2 separate regions of the Dromaius novaehollandiae genome follow, and region 1 is linked to region 2. Evidence: chromatin contacts called from public Hi-C data. All regions are on one chromosome and are shown on one strand. Each heading gives the region's core, a stretch centred on a gene start, on an enhancer-like site or on the middle of the called end of the contact. The rest is flanking DNA. Distances are from core to core; before and after follow the strand shown.

Region 1 (7,065 bases), core at 249-2,748, 56 kb before region 2:
ACCACCTCTGCACCTTCTATAAACTGGTACGTGTTAAGAATAAAGCGGTGTCAATCCTGCCTGGTAAAACTATGTCGCACACACAAACCACTACCAAGATGCAATTCAGATGGAAAAAAAAAAAAACCAAACAAACAACCCCCTTCCCCCCAGATCCATAGAAATTACTTATTTTACGGGTAAAGCCCGTTGGTACAAAGACTAGCGATCATGAAAGTTGGATCTTACCATTAGCATTTTTCCCACAAATGAGATGTTCGTAAGGTTGCAACACTCCCCAAAGTTCAGCATCATTGTTGATAACCATCTCCAGGATTTCAGCTGAGATCTCCCCTCCTCCAACATCAGGGCTCTGACTTGTCAAAACCCTGGCTTTAATCTCTTCTACAAGGTTTTCCATGCAAGAAGTTAAAGAGATGGCTGCATATTCATGGATCCTAACTGAGATCCTAGTGTCCACCATCCACCTGAAAAACCTGCCCACTGAAAAGGTGAGGCCACATCTAGCTGATTTACCCTTCCTCAGCCCATCTCCAGCACTCATGCTGTACAGAGAAAGCGCCTTGACAGTCGCCAAGACACAGCTTTCTGACAACGACCAGCTCTGGATGAGCTTGATAGCACTCTGAACCTCAAACCTGGTACACTTGGAGTGCATCACGCTGAGACGCTGAGCTTCCCTGGAGATCCGGATCAAGGCACGCCTCAGTAACTGAGAGAGCCGCCTGACAGCTTCCTGAGTAAAGGTTCTGGTATTTCCATCTCCCTTCCCTTTTCTGAGTATTTTTCCAATGTCTTCATCAGTCCAAGGGTATTCCTCTAGATCCGGCAGCTTAGGACACTTGGAAAATATATCTGCAACTTCTGGGTCTTCCGGCAGAACAGTGTTCACTGTATCCCAGCTGTTATTCCTACTGTTCATGGAGCCCGAGTAGTACCACCAGTTGCCTCTGTGCTGAGAAGAGGTAAAAGCTTGGGAGTTGGACTTGGAAGAAGAGAGACTAAGGGACCTGCAGGAATCCCCTGCCCCATAACCAGAGTCCAAAGTTAAATCCTCCAGGGTCTTCAGAGTAGAGCTGTATATCCCAGCCATAGGAAAGACGGGGAAGCCAACCGCAAAAGGCACAAAAGGGGCGGCTGCGCCGGCCGAGCCCGAGGCGCCAGCCCCGCAAGCGGCGCGGCAGGATTTACAGCGCGCCGAGGGGAAGCGCAGCGCAGCCCGGCTCCGCCCGCACACCGGCTACCTCCATCCCGCGGGAAGGCGGCGCTCAGCCATCTTCTGCCTCGGCAGAGACCGCCGGGCTGGCGGCCGGTGTCAGACAGCCCCGGGGGCGCCGCCGGCGCTCGCTGCCGCGGCGGTCGCCGGGCCTCGGCGGGCGCGGGGCGGCGGCGGCGGGCGGGGCGGCTCCGCGGGACACTTGCGGCAGCTTTGACTCAACTTCTCCGCCGCAGGTCTGCCGGGCACCCCGGCACGGCGGCATGCAAATGAGCTGCGGGAAGCGGCACCAATCGGCGGCTCCGACGGGGACCGTCTCCGCCAGTGAAACCCGAGCTGGGCGGGGAACATGCAAATGCGGCGCGGGGAAGGGAGAGGCGAGGGAGGCGCCGAGGCAGCGGGCGGCGCGGCGCGGCGAGAGGGGACGCGAGGACAGGCCGGGAACACCGGCGCCTCTACCGGGGTGCAAAGCTGCGCGAAAGCGGGCGCTTTTCTTGCAGACTGCAGCCCCGGCCGGGCGTGGGACACCAGCACCAACGGTGGGAAATAAAGATGCCTTTGTGCCTTCTCCTTCCGTCCACGCCCTCTCCGCTTTCGGCAGCCCTTCGGCAGCGGGCTGGAGTTTTCCCCCGCTTTCCTTTTAGCTCCCCTGCTCGGCGGCGGAGCGGGAATGCCGGCTCTCCCGGGCGCTCCGCACCGGCGAGTCCCGCAGGCCGCGGAGGGAGGGAGGCAGGGAGGGAGCGAGCGGCCGGCCGCGGGTCACTGCATGAATGGGGGATTGTGCAGGCGGCCACGCAGCCGGCGTGCCGAGTCCTGAAAGGCGCCTTTGTGAGGCGGTTTACACAGCCCTGACCTTGAACCGTGAGCTGGATGTGAAGCGGAGGTGTCTGGCTCGGCTCTTCCCCGCCGCCCTCCGCCCCGGGCAATGGTCCTTCCCGCAGCGGCGGCTGGGGGCGGGCTGCGCGGGCCGAGGGCTCCGCCTGCCGGCGCGCAGGCTGCGCGGAGCGGAGCGGAGCGGTGCGGGCAGCCCCGGGAGCGGCCCCGCGGGAGGCGAACGGGCGGCGGCAGAAGCCCCGCGGCCCCCTTGGGTCATCGAGTTCTCGCAAGTCGCGTTAGATAACACGGGTCCTTTTGTTTGTTTGTTTGTTTTTAAACATCTTTTGGCAAGACGTAAGCACGCCAAAGAGCACTAACAAGACCCCTGCTATTTATGACCATCAAACCATAAAAGCCTCAAGACAAACAGGTATCGTTTTGCAGACTGCAGAGCCCTAAAGGACATTAGCAGCAGAGGACCAAGGACTGCCACAGAGAGCGAAGGTAGTCAGAATCCATTTTGTTAATGCTCGGTCTCTTTTCACAAGTCTCTGTTTAGCAAGCTGCAGTGACTGCAAATATTCATCATTTAGCATAGTTAAAGCATTGATTTCAGGTTTATTTTTGTTCAACAACACAGAAATGTTTCCAGTACTCTTATTTACAAACACAGTCTTTTACTCCTGCTTTGTAAGATACCTATGATTTCTGTGCTCATTCTCTTTCTCTAAAATTAGGTTTAATATTTAAAGCCCCCGAAGGAAACTTCAGTCATCAGCTTGGGCACTCGTTCACTCAAACCACTACTGCGATGACTCGCACGAAAGCGGCAGTTCTCTCTGCCGTCCATAGGCGGCATCCTTTACCACCCTTTGGTTATGACAGCCTGTTCTGTCTTGTGCTCATGCACAGTAAATGCACTTTCTTCATTCTCCAACTAAATATACTCCAGTCAAAGATACCAAGCACACTAGTATCTTTTCCTGTTGTCTTTGGTAGCATCAGACCAAAAGCTTTCACTTACAAGTTTAGACCACTTATGTGGCAACAATGAGCTTCCCAAAGAAGTCAAAGCATCTGATGGTTAAAAGGTGCCTGGAAAGTGTATTTAAAATTTAGAACTCCAAGATAAGCATTTTACAGTCACATTCATGGAGCAGCAATCTATTCTCACAGTGTTTGTGGTATTTTCCTATTAATGGGAATTTGCAATGGAAGAAGCAAAAGTGTGTTTACATACACTTAAAGCAATTTGACCTAAAGCATACACCATTTCTAGAAAGGCATTACCTAACAAATATTTTGAACAGATATCGCTGTTGACCATCTATATGCATGCTATAGGCAATTCATTGATCTTCAATTTTTAAATAAAAAAACTGCAGAAATTTTCTAGTTCAAAAGTATAATGTCTTACTCTGATGGGATCTTGTTTCGTATTTCTTTTTACTGTACTATACATGGTGCTTAGTATCAATGAAAAACAGAGCAGCTGTATGAATGCAATATTTGAGAGCATTTGAAAAAATCATAGCTTCTGTAGTTTGCCCTTTTTGCACTCAGTTTTTCTCCTTGTGCTCACAGGCATGAGCAGCTCCCATTTATACTAGTAGCGCACCCTGCTAACTACTTTGTTCAGCCTCCCACTAGTTAACTCTCCAAATTGCTTTTTCCACATTACATCTTTTATCTTTCCTAGATCTAACCCAACTATAATACAGCTCTTTGCTTTTTCATAGCTTCTTCCCGTGAAAGCATGAACATGAAACACGAATTGTCCAACAGAACCAGGCATTCTCTCCTTGATGAGACTTCAATTCATTTAAGAATCTTAACGCTTCAGCCCATTATTTGTATCTGAACTGACAGTAGAGAACAAGTATTTACTAAATGGTTCTAATCCTCCGGTGTTATTTTACAGATCAATGCCGTTTCTGCTGTTTTGTTGTATTTTTCAGTCTTGAACACTATTTTTTAAACAAGTTCAAGCCCAGTAAAGACAACATGGTAATAGGTACCTGAATGCAAGACAAGTCATAATTGAGTCAAAGAACACAGTTGCAAGTCTCACACAATCAGTGCATTCAAGCAATACACTTTTTCTAGAAGATGATCTTTCCACTCTTAGCTCTGTACTTAATCCCATATCTTATGTACCATGAACTACTGCAGAATTTTTTACCCCCAACTTCTGCTAGATTCCCATATGCTGTTTATGCCTATTCAGATCACTGCTGCTAAACTTGTCATATGGATTTTCCACATCATACAGCTGTATTACATCCCTCTGCATTTCTCCACTGCCTCCTCAAAACAGGGTACTTTTTAAATTCCCTATCCATACCTTTGGAATCATACACAGAGGCCTCTTTCTCTATTCTTGTCTTCGCATTGAATGCTGTATGAATGAGAAGCAGTCAGCAAGACCAAGCTGTCATCTCTTTCTCACTAAAAAGGCTTTGTTCTTTGTTCTGTGCTGCCCCTTTGCAGATGCTTTCTCTAGAATCCAGCCTGCCCTGTCTACCTCTTAAGTCTTATTTCTATCATAAATATTAGCATAAATTGCCACTGAGAAGAGCTACATAGCTGGCCAGTGCTAACTCAACATTATTCAGGAAAAACGCAGCTATGCAAGTACTTGACTTATTTACACAAGTCACTTCTACTCTTTCCCTTATCCCACTTCTACAATACTCCTGCACAGGTTATTATTCCTAGTCTAAGTACTTTAACAATACAAAAATCATCTAACTTAATAGCAGTGTCTGCTTTCTTACTCCCCTCCCACAGCATTTTCTCAATGTTAGGAACTACCCTACTTTCCAGTTCTGAAATTTCACATGTAGTATTTCCTTACACAATAATAATTTGGCTGATAAATCCTTCTCTCCCTCCACTGCAGAAGTATTACCAACCTTTTCCAAAGGCAGACAAACAGCAGAACACAAGCTGCCCAAGAAAGGAAGAAGTATTCCTTACTGAATATTTAAACTTAAAGCTTCAAGATGCCTAGCACAATAAAAAACAATACTTTCTGCAAAAAGGGAGAACGAAATAAGAATTCTCTGCTAACACTTCTTACTTTCAAGTGCACGCTCTTTTGTTACTACATCTCTTATCCACAACAGGACAAGTTCATCATATGTTCCAAGGTTTCCTGTTCTCCAGTGTTATTTCACCATTTATGTCAAAGAACTAGGATTAGATGACCTTGTAATAGATTTCCAAGAACAGCTAAAAAAGCCATGGGGAGTAGAAGGGAGCAATCACATTTGTTTTCTTTATAGGAGGGAGAAGAGAGTAGTTCACTTCCAAACCAGAGACATGTATTTGTAACTAATCTGTAGACTGTGCTAGGGAAACTACAGGATGTTTCCAGAAAGCAGTTCCCATACTGGCTCACGCAAATTGAGCAAGCCAAACAACAAAAATCACAAGTCAGACTTCAAAACACAGATGAGAACAATTTAACATTCCTTGATTTGTAAAACATGATAAATATTGGGCTCTTTTTGTATATGTTTCAACTTTAACCAGTAGGTATCACATATCATTTTCATACATTAGGATTTAACTTTTTGTATGTAGACAGGATTTTCTCATAAACATTTCTCTCTAAAGTTAAGCTTTTAAGAAAGGACAAGTACCAGAAAACACTCAGGAACATAGGCATAATCAGTAAAGTAACAGCGGAAAACCAAAATAAACAGATATATGGCAATGTAGAACCCCCACTGTAAAGACCTAAGATACAAATGTTACTCTAGATCTGATACACTGCAGATTTTGGTTTTAAGACTCCAAATCAGAAATGCATGAGAGTTAAAAAGCACCATAGTTCTCTGATACACAGGTAGCAACTAGGCTGACAGCATCAAACCTATTAAAATACAAGTGATTTTAAGTAAACATAAATGTTAATGTAAAGCCCTCATTAACTTAATCTGTAGCAAAGACTCCAAAACTGTGCTTTTTAAAATAATCAGTAGCTATAATAATCTGTTACTTCTTCCAACAACAAACTTTAATGTATTCCTGGAAAACAACATTCACATATGCATAAATGAGCAGCATAAACATCCCTTACCAGTACATCCTATGTGAGCTCATTTTAATCACATGAAGTAAGGAACACTCAAGCCTTCCACCAGAAAAAACTAATATCACAACCATCCTTAGCACAGAACTCAGAATAGCTGTTCAGCCAGGACAAACAAAACCCCAAAGGAGCACCTGTAAGGAGAGCCATTTAGGAACCTTATTTACTGCAGCTGTGTGGGGAGGTGTTAATCAGCCAAAAGGCACAACAGCTGGCTAGGCCCTTCCACCCAGTATGGGCTGCTGTGACAGTTATTGTGAGAAATTTCCTTCTTAGGCTACTGTCTCTATTTGAACCAGTGCTAATGTAGCAGTTGTTCAGCATTGGTCCTGCTTGGAAATTTTCACTGGGAAATGAGGGGAAAATATTCTGCTTGCCCACTGTAAAAAGATGGCATTTTCCTTAGGTAACTACCTAAATGTAACTACAGTTTATCTGCAATGTGAAGCAGTTGCTATCTGACATCTGAAAATCAGTCCATAAGCCCATATAACAGAAAGTGTGGAGAGGAAGTAGGGATGAATCACGGCCAGAGCTGGTAAATCAAATACAAAAAACGTTTACTGCAGTTAAGGAAATACATTTTCTGTATGCTCACAGCAACACTTGATATAGACATCATGTACATCTTATGTGTTTTCTACAGTGCAGCAAATTCCCCATCCAGCAAGGGCCTTCAATTTATTGTCTAATGGGAGTTGAGGCCCAGTTCAACAAATTACTAGCTGCTGACCTCACCAACAAGTAAGTAGTGATGGAGGTACCAGTTGCATCTTCCCAGTTGGAGAGACTTTTTTTTCCTAATATGCCATGAGAAGTCAGCCTCTTCTGCCATTCATTTTGAAAATCAAAATGAATTCAGTATAGCTTTTTCAAAGCTTACAAGCCTTAAATTTCAGAATATGTTAGTTGTTAATTCATAGGTAAATTTATT
Region 2 (7,850 bases), core at 834-3,333:
CTTTTCAGAACTGGTGTCATGTACTACCAGAGAGAGGAGCCAATGCATGCATCCAAGATCCAAATGTTGAAATGTTTAAAATATGCTGCTAGGGATTATGCATGGAATGTAAACACAGATATTTCTTCCCTATGTGTGTGAGTGAATTATACTAGTTCCAGAACAGAAGCAGTCTAGAATTACTAGCTATTCTACTCCATTTTGTGCTGTTTCATAGACAGTGACTTTTGGTTGTGTAATATAAAGATCAAACAGGTATCAAAGAGAAGCTTTTTGGTAATAATTTTTACTAAGAGTTCCAAGTCATGTAGCTAGTATGAGACCAACACTTACAGCATTCTGTTCTTCTCACAGTGAAAATCCAGGGGGTTAAGGGTATGGACCAAGAAAAGCCCTGTTCTAAAATTGGTCTGGAGGCAGCTATCTTCTCGGTTCCCTCCGCATATCAGAAGGGCCCATGTTTCATATATTTGAAAAATATGTAGACCCAAGAAACAAATATATTAAAATTTAGAAAAGGTTTGCATTCAAGCTGGTATACTTATATATTATGGTAATGTACTTAATCTGACACACTATTACAGAGAAGAATAATTCTGTCCCTCCTAGTCTGGATAATATAACATCTAAAATGTTGGTAGATGTCTTTAAAGGTATTGCCTATGACAGCAAACTCCTGCTGTGCTACAGTCAGCAATGTAGTGTCTGGTTCAGGCAAGAACTGAAAACATCTGATTAATAGCATCCATGAGAGATCATCTGTGAGAGCAAGGGCCTTTTGAAGTAACCTTCTGAATGTGCATTCACCACTGATACCTGTAATTTAAAGTAAAATCAAATTTTATCAGTTAAGGTGGGGTCTTAAAGACCTATTCCATGTGTATATTCTGAGGACTATCATGGCTGGAACAACTTTCCCATGTTCTTCTCCACTGGTGTTATCAATCCCTCAGGCCAAAGATCTTGCTTATAGTAACATAAGGTTAAAGCATGAAAAACTGCACTTGCAAAAACTGAGGATGCTGTTTGATTGTTTTTATTATGGAGTTTCTATCCTTTGTGTTCTCAACCTTCCTTGTACGGGCTCCAAAGGTGATAGTGTGTTTTTTTTATTAATATGCATGCCTGCAATATCCAAGGGCAGCTGAATCAGGCAAAATAAACTTGCCCAATTATAATTTGTTTCCACCAGCTTCTGTAACATCACTGTTTCATGACATCCCAAGAATACCACAGGTAACACCTGTTCTATTTCAGTGCGCTTCCCTGTAATACACAGTTTGACTGTGAGCTTCTGATTGCTTTTTGCCATGTTTAGAGTGCAACCTCCTGTTCTTCCCAGCATTTTAACTTCTTTCTTTGTGCTTTCCCTTGCAAAAATCTTACTCAGTAAGAACATTATATGCTACATATCCCTACTATATGGACTGCACTGGACTCCTAAATTTTAAAACAGTAAGAGTTCTTGAAAATAGATGTATATAAAATTACTCCTCTTGTAAAAATGTGTAAAATTTCTGAATTAATTTGGTATATTATCATTGATGATAAAAAGCATTTTCAGCTACATTTTGATTGACTATAGACCCTGGAGGGTTCTTTTTGCCAGCACCATCTCATTTAGTCTGTGAGTTTGTCTAAACCCTTCCCATTTATAAAAACTTTCAAGTCGTGTGCTATGGGTGGAAACAGTTTAACTGCTGAAAAACATGCAAGTAATGTTACAAGCTTTCTCCTAGATGTTTAAAGATTGAACTGTCATGAGCTGTTTAGAGGAACTTTGCTGGAGTAAAAGCAAAGAATGCTAAACAACTTGTGAGGCCTTATTTATAAGAAAAAGCTGTTTTCAGAAATGACACGTGAAAAGGTTTCCCTACCTTTTAACATAGATTACTTTAATCTCCTCTCCTTTCATTACATTTTAGTCACAGTGTGTAAAAATCTTGCAAACTGAAAAAAGAATTAATTTCAAGCTCTATAGTAGGAGCATGTGTGGAAATTCTATGATCCTTCAAGGTTTTGGGTTTTTGGTAGAGACCCAAGCTGTGCGTGGCACATGTCTACTTTAGCTCAAGTGTAGCCTCTGCTGGAGTATTCCAGTATTGCAGATCATCAGCTAATTTTTGAATAGCTGTTTAGGTTATGAAAAGAGGAACTGTGCTTTTGTGAAAAAATGATCTCACTAGAATACCAGTATAAATTGAGAATAAAATGGATGCCTGTATCCTTTCAATGCAAGGAATGATCAGCACAATGAAAAATAACCCAAAATATAGTTATTCTACCTAGTTTCAGTTTTGTGGAAAGAAGGCTTCTTCATTTCTGATGTCATGCTGGTTATCACACCACACCTTGCTCGTAGATGTAGCCTGGGAGCTGTACGTTATGGGTTGCAGAATGTTACAGAAGTAAACCACTTTCTCATTTTTTACAAATGTGGATGGAAATAGCCTCTTCACACATCTGGAAATGTGTTGAAGTGCATGGAGGCCTCTGAAATCTGTAGAAGCTGCGTGTTTGAAGGCATGATGTGGATGCTGTTCTGTACTGGTAAGCCTCTCACCGCTCTTTTGTGTTGCCACTTTCCCATGGGTGAGAGAATACATGGAAAGGTTGGACTTCATGCTATAAGCATCTTCTGACAAAGAGCCACATGGGTGAAGAGCATGGAAGCCGTGATTACTACTGACCTTTCAAAAGCTGCCACAGGTTATGGGTACAGTGCTGGTGGCAAGGGGAGCTGAGTGCGTTTAGTCTTGGAAATATTCAATGGCAGCAGTGTGGAGTTCAGTGTAAGAAAACTTATCCTGTGGAGAAATAGTTGTATGGGCAGGTTTTCATCTTCTTTCCTCATTGCAAATACTTGTGCAAAAGTCCATTCAATTTGCTGAAGACCAAGGTATGGACCTCAAAGTCTTAAAGAAAACCAAGAATTGAAACTACCTGTGGTTCCGTTATCTGGTCAGCTGGGCTGCTATGATGCTGGCCACCCCTCTCCTTTATTGGATCTGGCATATAGCATAGAGGGCTTGGGATGGAAGAATGGCCAAGGCACTATTTGGAGCTGAGAAATGAAATTCCTGTCTATTCTGGTGCTTTACCATTTCAGGTGAAAACTTCTGTCCTATTTGCCAGACTTGTATTCAAGCTCTTTAGGATAAAAAGTGCTGTAGAGGCTGCCTAAGGGTGCCCCTAGAGGGGGTATTTTCCCTCTTTCACAGGATTTTACTGGGTAAAAAACCTGTCTTATTCTGAGACTTTTCCCTTTAGTAATTATAATGTTTTCTTTAGATAAGAAGAAATTAGTACTTGGAAATTAGTACTTGGCAGTGTGAGATTGTCACTCTAACTTCAATATTCGGTCCAAACTAAATCTTGCTTGAAAAGACTTGATTTTAACAGTTTAGTATTCTAGGCGGTGACCATGCATATTCACAAAGGCTGTAATTAGGTTATAGCCTCGCTTCCTAAAATTAAATCAAAAGAAAGGGAATAATGTCCCTGATAGGATTTTACTTTGTATTTAATGAGGACTAGTGTAGTGTGGAATAAGTATTAAGAAATGTCTTTTAAAAATAATCCTTCCTAATTCTTTTCCTGTAACTTAGTTTAGAGATGAATTCACTTTATTTTATGATGCAATTAGAACACGTGCACGTTTTGCAGCTTGTGTCTGCAAGAGATTGGGCTAACCTTTCAAAGTGTACTGTTCAAGATCAGAGTGCTCAAAATTGCTGTCTTTGAGTAAATCTTCAAAGACATTACTAATAGAGTAGAAATCTAAACAGTTTTTTTTTTTTTCAAGTTTGAAGCAGTAATATACAATGCCTGTACTTAAATTTGTAACAGAAAGTAGCAGACCAATAACCTGGGGCAGGGCTGTATTTTGTTAAGATTTGCCAGAGCGGGACGACAGGCAGGCTGTGAGAGCTGAGGTTCTTCCCTGTCAGCACTGGTCAGTGCTGGGGCTCATTGCACAGCCACCCCATTTGGATTTGCATCAATTCCTGTGATTTAGCTAAATGTTCATATTTAATATTTAAACATCATTTAGGAGCCTTGCTAAGCTGTTGCATACCATAGTCCTTGGCCTCCAAATTTCCACTGGGCTAGAAGCATGTGGATCAGTCATTCCTAAAGACAAAATCACACTCCTGTAGACATAACACAAAGGCATAGACAATCAGCTTGAAATCCTTGCTCCAATTAGTAAAGCGTATGTCTGTTTTTATTTGAAGTGCTGAAATGGACTAAGGCACTTTTCTGGCATCTGGGTTCAACTTTTGCATCAAACCTCGCAAAATGAGGGTTGAACCCAGACCTTACTAGAGAGTATCAGATTGTGCATTGTTACACAGTATAGCCAGGACTTTTCCTTAAAAGTTGTGATTTGGCTTAGATGCTTCTTTGTGAGAGAGAATACCAAACAATGAAAAGGCTTTGGTGCAGAACTACATGCTTTATGAAAGAATTGTAATCCTGTCCAGTGCTTGTGCCTCACCTATAGATCTCGGTGCTTTCTAGCAGCTTAGAATAGTAGTTTGTGGGCATCAGTATGTAAAAAGCATGATATCTTTTGTTTGAGAGCCTTAGTACAATGTAATGAAGCTAAATTTAATTCTTCCTGAGTAAAACATGTTTTGCAATCTGCTTTGAGATTAGAAAAATGGTCACTTGAACTGGCGCTTTTAACGTTAACAAGGAAACAGTTTCCACAGTCGCAGACATTTAGAATCTTTTTTCTGTTTTGTGTGGACTTCAGTGCATAGGAACACAGCATATGAGCAATGAAGCTGTAAAATTTTCTGCAGTGCTTTAGTTTTAGAAATAAAAGCAGTGTCTGCTTTGGGAGAATCGTATTAAATTGCTTTGCTGTTTGTACGCTACATTCATGAGCACAGGGGAATAGCTGAGCAACCTCTGTGCCGGGCTGAAATCTTGTGTGAATCTGGTTGGAATAAATTATCCTAGCTCCATTAGAGTCACAGCACTATAACAATTTACACTAGTTGACCCTTTTTAAAACTCTTTCAGATTTTTATCGGATACTTCTGAACTGCTCAAACAAACCACTCCCTTCCATACTGGTTTATGGTGTGTGCTCAGTTAACAATATCTGAAATAACTTTGTGCTGGCTTAATCATGTTTGTTCACTAACTGAAGAAAGAAGCACTTACACAGTACTTTTTGTTCTACTACCTTTTGAGCTACCAGCATTCAATGATGCAGTTGCTGTAACCTCGGAGAGACCCTGCCCTTTGTGATCCTGAGCACCCAGTCTGTCTAGATGGCCACTCAGGGAGAAGATTAAGATGAAGGATCCAATTTTTTCCTGCGGAAAACTGTTCTGAATAGAGTTATCTTTTATGGGAATGTCTTCTGTACTTTCTTTTTTACAATAAAAACAAGAGCCAATTATATTAAGTTTTTGAATAAGCAGTTTGTAAGATTGGTTTTGAATCACTTACATCCTCCTTCTACGTTTTACAGAACTGATAACCCGGAGATGTGTTAACTGCAAGAGTCATGCCCTAGTGTACTGCATAAAGAGACTATTACAAACAATGCTTCATAATCTATATACATTGTTAACTATGATCTCTCAGTGTAGCTTTTCTCTTTGAATCAAGTACTTGCAGAAGAAAAGCACCAAAGGAAGGTCTGTAGAAGCATTTCTATCTTTGGCTCATAGACGTTTGTTTATGAAAGTGCAAAGTTGCTCTGGGTTCCTGTAATATAAGTTAGGAAAACACGAATGAACCAAAGCCACGTCTTGCATATTAAATATTTCATTCACATTGTTTACAGATTGCAATTGGCTGGAAACTATACAAATCCAAAAATAGATACTTAGTCATTCACATTTTGAAAACACATTTACAGTAAATCTACATATCTGTACTTTAGGGCTTCTTGGTTTGCAGATTTCTTTTTGACTTGGCACAGGTTTGGTTAAATGAGGGTCACCTAGGTGGATTTTGTCAGTGATGATGACTGAACATTGTCAGACTAGGAAATAGAAGGTGATTGCTGCTAGTTTCCAAAATTTTTGGAGGTCTGACTGTAGCCCAAACTGAGTATTAGTACTGTATCTAAAATTTGTGCAATTTAGGTAGCAAAATATAATTTGAAAGTGTTCATCTCTCAGCCACGTGGCTTGTTATGTGGGATTTAGTGCCCTTGTTTTGGCTGTGATTTTTTTTTTTCTTCTTTCAGCAAAGTCATTATCCATTGATAGGAAATAGGCAGCTGCAATACACTTCAGAACATTATTCACAGTCTGCCCTTTATACCATATTCCCATCCCTAAAGAGTTTATCCCCCAGCCAGAATGTCTGTAGCTGTTAGGCAGATAAAAACAAAGAAATGTTTGAAAAACAGGAGTAAGAGGAGTCCTTCCAAACAGATATGCCTAACCTTTAGAACAAACCTGGGGGATAATCATCTCTAATCTCACTTTTGCAATTTTTGGTGGGTTAGAGATATAGCCGGGACATGGATCTCTAGCTTCTAAAGTCAGTAGCAGCCATCCTTTGTCCTGGCCATTGCTTACTGATCCTGTGTAGTATGGTACCAACCTAAAATGGGATTGCAGCAGCAGTACTTAGTTTGATCATCTCAATTTTTAAAACAAGCACTTGCTAGAAAATACAATTGCTATTGCAAACACTGCCATAATTTTTTGAGTTGCAAGATGTAGACTTTTAGGGTTGGGGAAGAAAGGAGCTCAACACTGAACTGAGATTACATGGAACAATGTGCTGCAGAGCTGTCCATTGGAAAGCAAGACCAAGGCCCCGCTGGGACACTCTGAATGCTGCTTGAGGTAGATCTAAAATGGTTGATGGATTTACAATTGTTGCTTAAATTTGTTATGTGGGAGAAGCAATTTTCTTAAAACTGCAGAACAGCTATAGGGCTTTCAAAAACCACACTTGAACACTTGTACACCACCTTTCATTCTAACCAATTTACTTACTGTAAGATTGATGTATGAAGCAGTGAGGGCACTTACCACACATTAATTTTAATAATATATGTACAACTGTATGTCATAGGCTGCTTCGAAGAATTGAGCCAATGTTTGTATATAAAAACCTCTCCACAAATATTCATTTGCATTTCAAAATTAATCTGCTTCAGCAAATGCTTGTACCCTTTTCAGAACTGCTGCTTCTGAATGCAAAAGTGACTTGAATTCACCTTCATGAAGGTTAGTAGAAGGCAAATTCAAACTTCCATGCATAAGAATTTGTAGAAAACGAACTTGGATTTCACAAGAGTGAATATTTGCCCTCAGAATTCTGTGTAATAAAATATATATTCATTCTGCCAAATAACAAACTGATATCATGTGATTAATCACAACGCACCAATATAGCGCAAAGAGCAATGATGAATAATTGCAGTTAACTCCTTTTAGATGCCAGAAACTAATATACCTAGTATGTATGTATTAATATCATTGCATAGATGAGGTTAGTAGCTAAATGAGGTAATTGCCTGATAAATAATTCAGAATAGAGTTTTATTTCTGTATAACTAGGCTGACTAGGCATATTAAATGCAGGCCAGCATAGGGGACCAAATTGTTCATTTTGGACAGCACAGTGGGTTCTAGCATGTCTGAGAAATGTAATGGTCTGGAGTAGAATGGATCAGAAAAGTAGTTTTCTAATCACAGGAAAAATATACTTTTTTATAGTCTTCAAAAATATAAAAACCTAATTGGGAAAAACGTCTCCACATAATCTTTTTTAAATGACAGTGAAATGAGAAGCTATTTCAAACTGGTCAGTGATCATACTGGCAGAGAGAGAGAGAGAGGTTTTAGATATGACTATTAGTC

What was found. Hi-C and Micro-C count contacts between places; a contact is called where the count stands out from the background.
Region 1: a contact with region 2 is called in a Hi-C map of liver, with 5 times the contacts expected there. The contact joins the promoter of ABTB2 here to the enhancer-like site in region 2. A contact is called at or near these places in 3 of 4 Hi-C or Micro-C datasets (brain, liver and ovary).

Annotation. Positions count from the first base shown.
Region 1 is chr5:51,322,808-51,329,872 of bDroNov1.hap1, reverse strand. It overlaps ABTB2 (ankyrin repeat and BTB domain containing 2), which reads right to left and starts at 1,498. Exons shown (of 17, transcript XM_026099973.2): 1 at 229-1,498. The coding sequence starts at 1,093.
Region 2 is chr5:51,266,629-51,274,478 of bDroNov1.hap1, reverse strand. It overlaps ELF5 (E74 like ETS transcription factor 5), which reads right to left. Exons shown (of 6, transcript XM_026099982.2): 6 at 5,775-7,850. Among named protein-coding and RNA genes, the nearest start is that of ELF5, 21 kb to the right of the region's middle. Within about 2 kb of position 2,083, at least 1 of the 2 cell types and tissues checked has open chromatin away from gene starts, as enhancers often do.